Linked DNA regions of Mus musculus: regions 1, 2 and 3 are each linked to region 4. A link is a contact called in public Micro-C and promoter capture Hi-C data. All regions are on one chromosome and are shown on one strand. The core of a region is the stretch at or near the end of the contact, and the rest is flanking DNA. Distances in the headings are between cores, read along the strand shown. Region 1 has its middle 30 kb from the start of Aldh3a2. Region 2 has its middle 22 kb from the start of Tnfrsf13b. Region 3 has its middle 17 kb from the start of Aldh3a1. Region 4 holds the start of Epn2 (epsin 2).

What was found. Promoter capture Hi-C pulls out the DNA fragments that hold promoters and counts their contacts. Hi-C and Micro-C count contacts between places; a contact is called where the count stands out from the background.
Region 1: a Micro-C map of embryonic stem cells shows a contact between it and region 4, with 3 times the contacts expected there. The contact joins the enhancer-like site here to the promoter of Epn2 in region 4. A contact is called at or near these places in 3 of 39 promoter capture datasets (cranial neural crest, embryonic stem cells and liver), 1 of 484 Hi-C or Micro-C datasets (embryonic stem cells) and 1 of 9 other capture datasets (macrophages).
Region 2: a promoter capture Hi-C map of pre-B cells shows a contact between it and region 4, with 1.9 times the contacts expected there. The contact joins the enhancer-like site here to the promoter of Epn2 in region 4. A contact is called at or near these places in 11 of 39 promoter capture datasets (the 3T3-L1 cell line, the HPC-7 cell line, cranial neural crest and 5 more), 1 of 115 datasets of contacts at active chromatin or transcription factors (embryonic basal ganglia) and 1 of 9 other capture datasets (embryonic stem cells).
Region 3: a contact with region 4 is called in a promoter capture Hi-C map of hippocampal neurons, with 2.4 times the contacts expected there. The contact joins the enhancer-like site here to the promoter of Epn2 in region 4. A contact is called at or near these places in 13 of 39 promoter capture datasets (the 3T3-L1 cell line, 3T3-L1-derived adipocytes, the HPC-7 cell line and 8 more) and 1 of 484 Hi-C or Micro-C datasets (reprogramming fibroblasts).

Annotation. Positions count from the first base shown.
Region 1 is chr11:61,296,215-61,298,914 of GRCm38.p6, reverse strand. No RefSeq gene overlaps it. Among named protein-coding and RNA genes, the nearest start is that of Aldh3a2, 30 kb to the right of the region's middle. Within about 2 kb of position 1,409, at least 23 of the 459 cell types and tissues checked have an H3K27ac peak or open chromatin away from gene starts, as enhancers often do. A contact at or near this core is called in embryonic stem cells, where this site is marked.
Region 2 is chr11:61,103,188-61,105,887 of GRCm38.p6, reverse strand. No RefSeq gene overlaps it. Among named protein-coding and RNA genes, the nearest start is that of Tnfrsf13b, 22 kb to the left of the region's middle. Within about 2 kb of position 1,402, at least 21 of the 459 cell types and tissues checked have an H3K27ac peak or open chromatin away from gene starts, as enhancers often do. A contact at or near this core is called in pre-B cells, where this site is marked.
Region 3 is chr11:61,224,335-61,227,034 of GRCm38.p6, reverse strand. It overlaps a transcript of Aldh3a2 not described here. Among named protein-coding and RNA genes, the nearest start is that of Aldh3a1, 17 kb to the right of the region's middle. Within about 2 kb of position 1,289, at least 41 of the 459 cell types and tissues checked have an H3K27ac peak or open chromatin away from gene starts, as enhancers often do. A contact at or near this core is called in 3T3-L1-derived adipocytes, hippocampal neurons and reprogramming fibroblasts, where this site is marked.
Region 4 is chr11:61,578,246-61,580,945 of GRCm38.p6, reverse strand. Epn2 (epsin 2) reads left to right here and starts at 1,259. Exons shown (of 11, transcript NM_001252188.2): 1 at 1,259-1,379.

The sequences.
Region 1 (2,700 bases), core at 160-2,659, 280 kb after region 4:
TAGACAAAAATACCATAGAGGGCTGATATCTGCCCAGCTCTAGTGCCGTTAAGGCTCGTTATGAATATAAGAGCTCTCTGTGCCAGGGCCAGGAATGGGAGTGGGTGGGCTGGGGAGCAGGGGGAGAGGGAAGGGGATTTTCGGAGGGGAAACTAGGAAAGGGGATAACATTTAAAATGTAAATAGCCGGGCATGGTGGCACACACCTTTAATCCCAGGACTCAGAAGGCAGAGGAAGGCAGATTTCTGAGTTCAAGGCCAGCCTGGTCTACAGAGTGAGTTCCAGGACAGCCAGGGGTATACAGAGAAACCCTGTCTCAAAGAAAAACAAAAACAAAACAAAACCAAAAACAAACAAACAAAAAAAGTAAATAAAATATCTAGTAAAAAATTTTAAAAAGAGTTCTCTGTCTTTTATTTGGGAACTAAATGATCATAAGCGGGTAGAAACCCCCAATTAATTTTAACCATGACAAAGGAGCCTCTTCAGTGTTCATAAAATGATTACTATTAAGCATGACCCTGATTTTGTACCTAGCTGAAGCCGTCTGCCTTCCAAATCAGTGGCCATGAAGCATCACAATGTCCACCCAGAGGACTACACTGACAGTTGTCTGGTGACATCACCTGCACTAACAGCCATCATGGCTTCCACTCAATGCAGCCTATGGGCTTTTCCACCTGTGCCCCAGTTTCTGAATGACAACTTGGAGGCTTGCTATTTATTAATAAATGCCTCTGCCTCAAACTAGGCTTGTTCTCTGGCCAGCTCATAACTCAGTTAACTATTTACTCTTTTATACAGTGCCACGTGGCTGGTTACCTTTCCTCCATTTCATACATCTGACTTCCTTTGAGTCCTCATGACGAATCTCTCACACCTGGCTGCTTACCAGAATTCCTGGCTGCTTACCAGAATTCATTCTCTCTCTCTCTCTCTCTCTCTCTCTCTCTCTCTCTCTCTCTCTCTCTGTCTGTCTCTCTCTCTCTCTCTCTGCCAGGTGTCCCATCTTCTAATCCTTCCCCAGTTTACTGGCCATCAGTTTTTATTGACAGGTGATGCTTCCACACAGTACACAAGAGATTCTCTCTACAAGCCTAAATGCCCAAAGCCACACTCCTTCATTCTTTGTATAACCCTCAGGAAACCCAACAGGTTCTAAAAAGGGATCCGTGGCACCCTGGAGAATGGTTGCCAACCCTAGTTGCTTTCCTCTCCTCCCAGTGGAAGAACCTACCAAGCTAAGCTTCCAACTTGTGTTTGTTTCCTCAAGTCCAGAGTCAAACTTAGCAATATCATCCACATAGTTTCGCAGATAAAGAGGTGGTGGGATGCTGTGCATGGGCCTGGGGCTGTTTGCATTTTGATGCTAATTCTGCTCTCCTGGGAGGAGTTGCAGACAAGGAGTGAGTCACACACTCAGGTGACTTCTTGTGAACCAATCCCCTAGTGAATAAAGGAGGCAATCACTGGGGGAGTAAGAGGGACTTCCAGGTTATCCTTGTTTCTGAACTAAGTTTGTGCGGTGTTTTTCTTCTCTCAGTTCCAGAGAGAAAGGTACAGCAGCAAAGCATGGGTTTACCTGATGTGCACCTCAAAGGCCGCGGGGGTATTGAAGCACGGGGCTGGCGTGGTAGCAACCCATGAGTGGGAACCTAGTGAGCTGGGTGGAGATTTTGAAGTTCTGAGTCAGAGTCTCCACAAGATAATAGGCCGGCCATTGCCCGCACAAGCATGGAAACGTGCCGGTTCTTTTTTAGTATTTCCCGTTTAGTATTTAGAATCTTCCTCTACTGTTAAGGAACGCTACTGAGGTCAGGTACGTAGCAGAGGAGACCCTGAGAGATCATTGCACAAAGCTGTGAAAGTGAATCCTGGATTGTGTTTGAGATCCCCCAGAGCCATGGCATCTCCACACAGGGAACAGAACTAGTCCAGGATACAGACATGTACTTCAGGTAGCAAAGCTGGAAGGGCTGCTTCATCTAAGCCCTCTGACTACAGATACGGGGCTATAGAACTTGGTTTGCCCTGCTGGGTCTCAGTCTTGCTTTGGCCTAGTGTTTCCTCCCTATACCCAGTCTCCTCCCTTTTGTAATGGTAATTTATATTCTTTATATTGAAAGTGTAGGGTAAAAGGGTCAAGGAAAGAAAACCCTGACCCTGACTTGACCCCAAGGCCCCAGACCAGGAACAAGGGGAAAAAAACAAAACCAAACAAACAAACACCAATCCCTGGGCTTTAAGATCAGGCCACAGAGTCCCTCCAATCCCAGGCTACCCTGGAAATCTCCACTCCCTCAAGAGACCCTATATACAGCCTGTCTTCTGTTCTGTTTCCTGCTGTTTCTGTCTGAGTAGAGGTAGACACTGGGTTTTCCCCCTCCTAATCTTTTGTGTGAGGTTTGATGTGTGATGTGACATTGTAGTATTCCTTCACTCCAAGTTCCAAGGATACTTTTGCCAGGAGAGTGGTAACAGCCCCATTGGGGAAGGTTTTCCCCTCAGAGCTATAACACTTCTAGGAAGTATGCAATTGTATGTTGGAAAAATGTGATTTGCTCTTAAAAAAAAAACAATTTATTGATTCTTTGTGAATTTCATAACATGCATCCCAGTTCCATTCATCTCCCTGTCCCTCCATATCAACTCTCTGCCCTTGCAACCTCCCCCTCAAAAGAAAACAAAATATAAAAAAA
Region 2 (2,700 bases), core at 153-2,652, 480 kb after region 4:
AAGGGATGCTCAGCTTAGAGCACACCTCAGTTGTGTCAGTATGGTGAGACTTACTGACTGGCCCTGTCAATCAGCGAGGTCACCTGCTTTCAGAAGCACCTAAATGATGGAATTCTGACCTCTATGACTGGTCCTGGCACATAATCTCAAAAACTGGTCTAAATTTGATCCCTAGACTTACAAAGCGCGTGCACACACACACACACACACACAGAGCGACCATTTTGTTTTACTTCCTAATAGATCAAGAATTCTGGCAACCTCAGACACATTGAGCTGTGATCATCCTGTAATTAAACCTTTATGTGGGTAACTTAGGAAGGACTCTGGGTTGCCTTCGTAGTCTATATACTTCATGGCTCCTCCTACCCCCCCCCCCCCAGCTTTCCACTGTGATTGGACACCATATGCGGCTCATATGACACCCTTGGTGACCTTTCCTTTCTGTGCACCCAGCCTTTACTCAAACACTGGCTTCTCTGCCTCCAGGTAGCTCTGCTCTCGCCTCCCTCTTGGCTTCTCCTGCCCCAGCCCCTTACTGCTCTCTACATGCAGGGTTCTCTCTCGGAGCTGCATTATCCCCACATACTCACTCAGGAACTTCACATAGGGAACCTGGAATAATGACTATGCCCTCTCCCGCAGAGAACACCCTTTGCCTCCATGGGTGGCTAATGGGTGGCACCACCAAATGCATGTCCCTTTCCCATGTCTGACCTGTCTCAAGTACAACCCAGAGGAGGGTTGTTTATTCAGTATTTTCCACCACCTTCATTAAGGACCCGTTGAGGCTTTTGACCTAACATGGAAAAGTAGATATATAATCCTAACTGCCTGCTGCACACGTGACAGGTCTCAATCTGGTCTTTAGCACACAGCTGGGCTGATAAAGTTAATATTCATAAGTTAGCCGCCAGGCCGGGCTCCATTGGGATGCTAATACAGAGCCTGTATGATCATAGCAGGAGACAATGAGGTGAGGTTCCATCAAGACCGTTCAAGGGAACGAAAGAAGGCTGCAGACAAATCCACTAACTATGACTGGTGATGGGCGATAACACGGAGTCTCTGAGAACCCTGCCTTCTTGGATAGCTAAAAGCCTGAGCAAGTATCCAAAGGAGACCCTGGGCGTCGGGAAGGCCAAGCCATTTTGACTGTATTACAGACTGCCCTTCCTGGCACTGACACTAAGCAAAAGCTTTGAGACTAGACCGAAGTCTCCAGAATCCCTTGCCAACTTTACTGCACAAACTCTTCATGGTCTTCAGAAAATGAGAGACAAAAGTGTCCAGTTGGAAAAAAGCTGAAAAACCGAAGCAAGGATTGTAGGTCGGCACACTGGTATTAACAACCGACCAGTCCCTGACTGGCCCAGGCAATCCTCTAGCGCCACCTAGTGGCACTCTGGTTCAGTCCCGATGTAGAAGAGAGTTCCACGGAAGCTGTCTGCACGCAGTGAAGGAAAACGAGGAACGTGGCCCAGTACGAAATCCCAAAGTTTCTCGCAAGATTATGAGATTGGCTTTTTGTTTGTTTGGGTAGTTTTGAAAGGGGGATATCGTGGCACAACTGCATGTTCTCACGTGTGAACACTGTAGATAGCAATTTCTTGTAATGTCAAAGGTTAGACATGATTAGAGGAAACAAACCCAGCCCCCGGTAGAAGGGCTTTGCTGCCATTGTGACCCAGGGCATGTCAGCCATGTGTGCTCGAAACTACCCTGGAGCAAATTTCCAGTCAGCAAAATGGGTTCCCAGAAGGGAGAAAATGTCCTTCTCTTGTTCCTGTGGGAAGGCCAACTTTTGGCTCAACACCTCATTGTTAGAATAGACCTTGAACAAAGTCTGCCAGACCATGCCCAAGTCCTTATGCTGAAACTCCGGCTACTCCCCGCTGTGAATGTGAAGCCTGGATTGCACTGGAGGCCCCAAGATGTTGGAGGTGCCAAAGCTGAAGGCTGCTAAGAAAAACTGCATATACGAAGTAGAAGTATGTTCTAGACAGTACAGTTGGGTGGAGAGAGCCGTCTAAGCCCTTCTACACTGAGTGTGGGGCCATAGGATTTGGTGTTTGCCCTGCTGGCATCTGGTCTTGCTCTAGTCCAGTATTCCCTCACTGTGGCCCCATTTCTCCCTCTTAGAATGGCATTCTAAGTTGGAAGTATGTAATTTGCTTTCTGATTTTGCAGAGGGTTACAAATAATTTAGAGACTGCCTGGCATCTCAGAATAAGCTTTGGACTTTTAAACAGTGTTAAGACTGTGAAAGACTGTAAAGTTTAGATAAATAAATTTTGTATTACAATATGTTCATGACCCCATGAGAGCCAAAGAATGGAATGTGATGGTTTGAGTAAGAATGCTCCCCACAGCTTTTTGGATGGGAATAGCGCGAGGACAGATGTAATTACTAGTGTCTCCCGGTTTCAATGGTCGATCCGTCAGGATTCGCCACAGGAGGATTTAGATTTAATAAGGCTTACAGACTAGGATTTTAGTTGCTGCACAGCGATTGAGTTACCATTGTTTTGGGGGGGGTGGAGGGTAGGAGAATGTTCCCCCCTACACAGGCTTTTGCATTTGAATATTTCCTTTGTAGTTGGTGACACCGTTAGGAAATGTGGCCTCTTGGGGGACATACGCCACTGGAGCTGTACTTTGCTAGTTGCTCTCTGCTTTGTGTCAAGCTGTGAGGTCACA
Region 3 (2,700 bases), core at 40-2,539, 350 kb after region 4:
TAATGGTAGACCCACACATGCTGGTTATTTCTGCAGAATAAAGGCTCTTTATTTTTGCACACTGCTTGAGTCTGGGGCCTTCCTTCAGTGATTTTCGAACCCTTACAAAGCTGAGGTTGGCTTGAAAAACAGAACTCTGTCTAGACACTCTGTAAGGTCCAACTGTCTTCTGTCAGAGCTGCTAGCTGAGGCCAGGACTTCTCTGGTGTATACCCTTGGCCTTCTCACGGTAGGAAAAGTAGCTGGAATGCCACTCAGTTTCCCAACAACTAACCCTCCAGCAGACACTCGAGCCACTGGAAACAGAGCAGTCTTTCTCAAGCTAGACAGACTGTTACCAGCAGTGACATTCATTTCCTCGAAGGTAGCATGAGGACCTGGAAGGTCACATCTGACACCTGCTCCCAGGATAACACTGTGATCACAGTGCTTGGGACCAGGCCTGGCAGCATTCTCGGGAGGACAAGAGTATTGACCCTGGGGAATTTTGAAGCTTCCTCCAGCCACTGTCATTGTGAGGGAGAAAGACGCTGTGTGTGTGTTCTCATCCTCTACTTAGAAGCTCAAATCAGAGCAGAGGCGGCCTGCTCCCCACCTATCCATCCTCTCAGCGCTGGGTGAAAGCGCCTCCCCCTCTGCCCTGCAAGGAGAGCAGAGGCAGCAAGCCCAGGGCCATGGTGGGTGCATGGTTGCTGCCCATATACTACATAGCTTCCTGCGCCAGGCCCCAGATCTTGGAGAGAAGGTGGCTGGTGAGAGGCTGTCAGCAGCCGCCCAGCCTGCCAGCCTGGCGATGGGCCTGGGCAGATGGTTTGCATATGGTTGCCTGGCTTGCCCGGACAATTTCTGTTGCCTTGAGGATTTAAGCAGTTTAGGCCAAGCCCAGTTGATCTTCTCAGAATTTCCTGTAAACAAAGGGAAAGATATGGCTTATGTAACACCCTCGCTGGATGGCTCCCTTGCTTCAAATAGGACAGCAGCCTGTCCAGGACATATTAACAGACAGGGAGGGGCTCAGCTGTCCCCAGACTACCACTGAGCCACCCTCTCAGGGCCATTCTTTCTAAGCCTTCTGCAAGCTTTCTACCAACTGCAATCTTGGAGCCCATTCCAGAATAAGGGAAACTTCAGGAGTATCCAAAATAATAGCTAACAAACTGTCCCTTGCAAAGGCAGGACGTCAACAAATGAGCTCATCTAAGCCACAGGCCAGCCCTAGGAGGCAAACATGAGAACTATAGTCAGTTATGAAAAACGTAGGCATGGGAGCTGAGCAACAACCCTCCCTGCCCTGCCCTCCCTTGCCCCTCCCCCAACTAGTGCTGAAAACATGGCACAACCACCCTCCACCCTCACCTGCCCCACCCCTGCCATTCTCACTTCTCCTTACAACTTTCTCAGCATCAGCGGCCAGAAATCTGAACATTTCCCATACTCCCTTGGAGTCAGGACATTAGGTAAAAATTAAGGTCTGCCATTTAGAGACATTGTATGAAACTTGGCTGCTTTTGATCGACAGGTACTTTGAATGAGGGTGAGCCAGTAAATCCTGTGTCCAGTCACCTCTTTGTTGGGAGTCAAAGGCAGTTGAACCAGTTCTCCATACCATTGTCTGATCCTTGGGATGAGACCAAAACCATGAGTCCTTAAATACCACAGATAGATGCGTCCACATGGGATCGATGCATCCCAGGGACCCTTCTTGGGGGCCTGTGCAAGCCTTGCCTCCTCATCTGGCTCTCTTGCTGCTTCTGCAGAGTCCCAAAGCCCTTTTCTGTTGAAAACTCAGACTGGTTTACTTCGGGTACTTACGCCTGGCTGGTATAGCTCCATAACAAATACAAAGCAAGGCTGGCATCTGGCTCCACACCCTCCCGGCACGCTCTCCCATTAGATCTTCTAAGAGAAGACGCAACTGCCACACCCAGTCATGCTAATCCCTAGTGAAAGCTGGGCCGTCTTTACTTCCTTACTTTCGAGACAGGGTTCCTAGCCCAGGCTGTGCTTCCTCTCTCCGGCTAAGGATGGCCCTAAACATCCATCCTTCGGATCCTCCTGCCTCCTTTTCTCTAGTGCGGGGATCACAGGCACCATGAGGGTTGTACACAATGCTGGAGATAGAAACTTGGGTTTCGTGCTAGGCAAACACTCTACCGATTATGCTGGACTCCCCCAAGCCACTTTCCACACATAACTGTTTTCTTTGGCTACTGGGAGTTTCATTATCTTCACAACATGGCTGCCTTGGATTTTTCTTATTCATTCATTTGTGTTTGGCTTTCTCTGCCCATATATATGGTAGACACCCTTGTTGCTCACAAATAACTGTTGCTTCCCCATGTTTCCAGCATCCTGTCCGCTCCAGGAACCCAGACTCTGTCCAGTCGAGTTTGAGAGATGCTGATCTGGTGGACTTCCCTGTCTCCTCCTCCCCCTGCTTAGGTGACACCGGAGTCTCCTGCCAACTTAACCGCCAGCATCTTGAGGTGAACTTTCTCTGGTAGCAGAAGCTAGTCTCTGCTGACCAAATACAGATAGTGTGATTAGAAGAAAGACGTCTGGCTTCTTTCTTTCACCACAATCTCTGGTGCCTGTGCCTGGAACATTCCATCCAACGAATACAAGTGAATAGAAAGTGAGTGAGCTCCTCCTTTCTGTCCTGTAACAAGACAGCCAGAGTGACTGAGACAGAGGTTGCCT
Region 4 (2,700 bases), core at 10-2,509:
ATCTCATTACAGATGGTTGTGAGCCACCATGTGGTTGCTGGGATTTGAACTCAGGACCTTCAGAAGAACAGTCAGTGCTCTTAACCGCTAAGCCATCTTTCTAGCCTGGCAACTGTTATAAAAACAACATTTAATTGAAGCTGGCTTACAGGTTCAGAGGTTCAGTCCATTACCAACATGGCAGGAAGCAGGGCACAGTCCAGGCAGGCACACTGCTTGAGGAGCTGAGAGTTTTACATCTTAAATTGAAGGCCAACAGAAGAGTGTCTTCCAGGCAGCTAGGAGTCTCAAAGCCCACTCCCACAGTGACACACTTCTTCTAACAAGGCCACACCCACCCCAACAAGGCCTATTCTCCTAATAGTGCCATTCCCTGGGCCAAGCATATTCAAACAACTGAAATAGTTCCCTGTACTCTCCCCTTGAGCCCTGATTCATGTCCTAGACCCTGTTATGAGGGCTCTCTGCTAGCAGTTTTGGGGTCTAGCCTTCAGTTCTGACCCTTCTGAGATCCTCTCTTGGGGAAAGAGGGAAAGGACTCTCCTTACCTTCTTGTATAAGGCTCTGCTCTCATCTCTGGCCTGCCTCTGTGTGCTGTAGCTTGGCATGTGGCCGGCCCTACATTGCTTTGTTGGGTGCATAAGAGTGAGACTGCAGGCTTGCAGTTGGGGTTGCTAAATCCCAGTATCCTGATGAATCATGGGAGACTCGAGCGGCCGAGGGTTCAACCACTTGGGCTGCCAAAGTTCTGGACTCAACCTTTTTATTGAAATGCACACACAGAAAAGTATACAAATCTGAAATATGCATAAGTGAATCTTCATGAAGTGAACGCACTTGTAGCAAAATAAATCAACCCTGTCTGGCACCTGGCCTCCTTCCTGTCTCTTCATCACAACATTTTTCACGTGCAAGAGGAAATACTAGGAGACCATGGTTCTGATTAGGCTAGGCGGGGTTCTGTGCTTGAGGATTTAAGGGAGGAGCATGGATTGATGGTTAAGGTAGTTATGTATGCCCTGGGGAATTGTTGAGGTAGGGGGGATGTGTTGGACTCTGAGTTAGGGCTTCATAAATTTGTTAGGTTTGTGTAGAAGCAGGAGCTATTTAGAGAAGGCCTTGGGGGCATATGTGGGAGGGGCGGACCGGTTTGGAGGCGGGGCCTAGGAGCGAGGCAGGGCGGAGCCAGTGTGTGTGGGAGGAGCCTCCGCGCTCGGAGGGCGGGGCTCGCGCGCGCGCGCTCGCTGCCGGCGCGCCCCCTCTCGGCCGCCATGTTGGCTGGCGTGTGGGTGTCAAACGCTGCACAGGCTCGGGTCGCTCCCGCTTCTCCCGCGTCGCCGGCGGCTGCAGCCTTGCACTCGCGCTGGCCAGGAACGGAGGTGAGCCGGGACTCGCGGGGCTTGGTGTGGTGGTGGCTCGGGAGTCGGGGCGGGGCGGGGCTGCGCGCAGACCTTCTCTTCCAGTGCGTGGACGCCCCTAAGAGCACCGGCTTCCCCCTCGCCGGCCGGGGCGTGCACCGTGCGGCCAGCCGGACCCCACCCGGCTGGACGGCTCAGCCAGGCCCCGCCCCACCTGAGCCCGCTCGGAGCCGAGAGAGAGGCGACGTCTGCCTCCCGGCTTTGGCTCCTGTCCTCGCCTCACACCTCAGCGACAGAGCCTTCAGTTTGGAACAACCCCGCCCCTCCCCAGAGCGTGCTCGCCCCTCGAACCGGGTCCGAGCCGGCCGGCCCTCCCTCAGGGGACCGGGGGAAGGGGATACTCTTCCCCACGTCTTTCTCGCCCCCGGGACTGGATTCCCCTTCCCGGCCCCCACTCCACAGCACAGCGGGGACGGGGGCGGCGAAGCCAGGCTCCAGCTGCCTTTTGTTCCGCGTGGGATGGCAGAGACCTGGCGGCCCTGTTGGGCGAGTCCGGGTGGGCGAGCCGCGCGTGGGGTCGGCCTCTTCCGGGAGACCCTCGCTCTCCCGTGGGCCGGCTTCGTCGGAGCGCGAGCCGAGCGCGTTGGGAGAGGCAGGCCATTCCTAGAGGAGTCCGGGCCAACAGGTTTTTGTTTGCAACCTGAAGTTGGCCCAGTGGTTTTGCAGGGGGAGCAGATTGTCTGAGCTCCCTAGAAACCCTAGGTCGGCCGGTGTAAGTCTGTTGCTTGGTCTCGGGCCTCAGTCCTTCCCAGCGGCCTCTTCACTTTAGTGCTGCCTTGGGAACGCATTTGAAGTCTATGTTTCAGAAAAGATAGGATTTAGCTATTCTTGTGTTTTTTGACTAGGGGAACTAAGGCCCAAAATGTGTTAGCTTGCCCAAGGTCATCTAGGGATAGGGTGTTTGACACAGCTGGAAGCCCCAACTCTGGGACACTTAAGGATTTCTTCAACGTTTAGGATTCCCCCAAATCGCTTGCCTGCTATTTTTAACATTCATACAAGAAAATGGGCAAGGGAAGATGAGAAAGAAGTGTGAATTCTTCTTTTGCACAGTCAAGAAAATACCCTGTGGAAGAAGGGATTGAAATTGGGTTGAAATGATTGAAAAAGGTGAATTTCTTTGATCCATGTCCCTATTATGTAATATAAGAAAGACTTAACGGGAACTTTGTGGTCTTGTAACTCTAGATTTAGAGTGATAGCGGCAGATACTGGATTCTCTCTCGGTGATCGGCTTTGCATTGGTAATTAAGCTTTCCATCTATGTATTGTTGGTAATGAA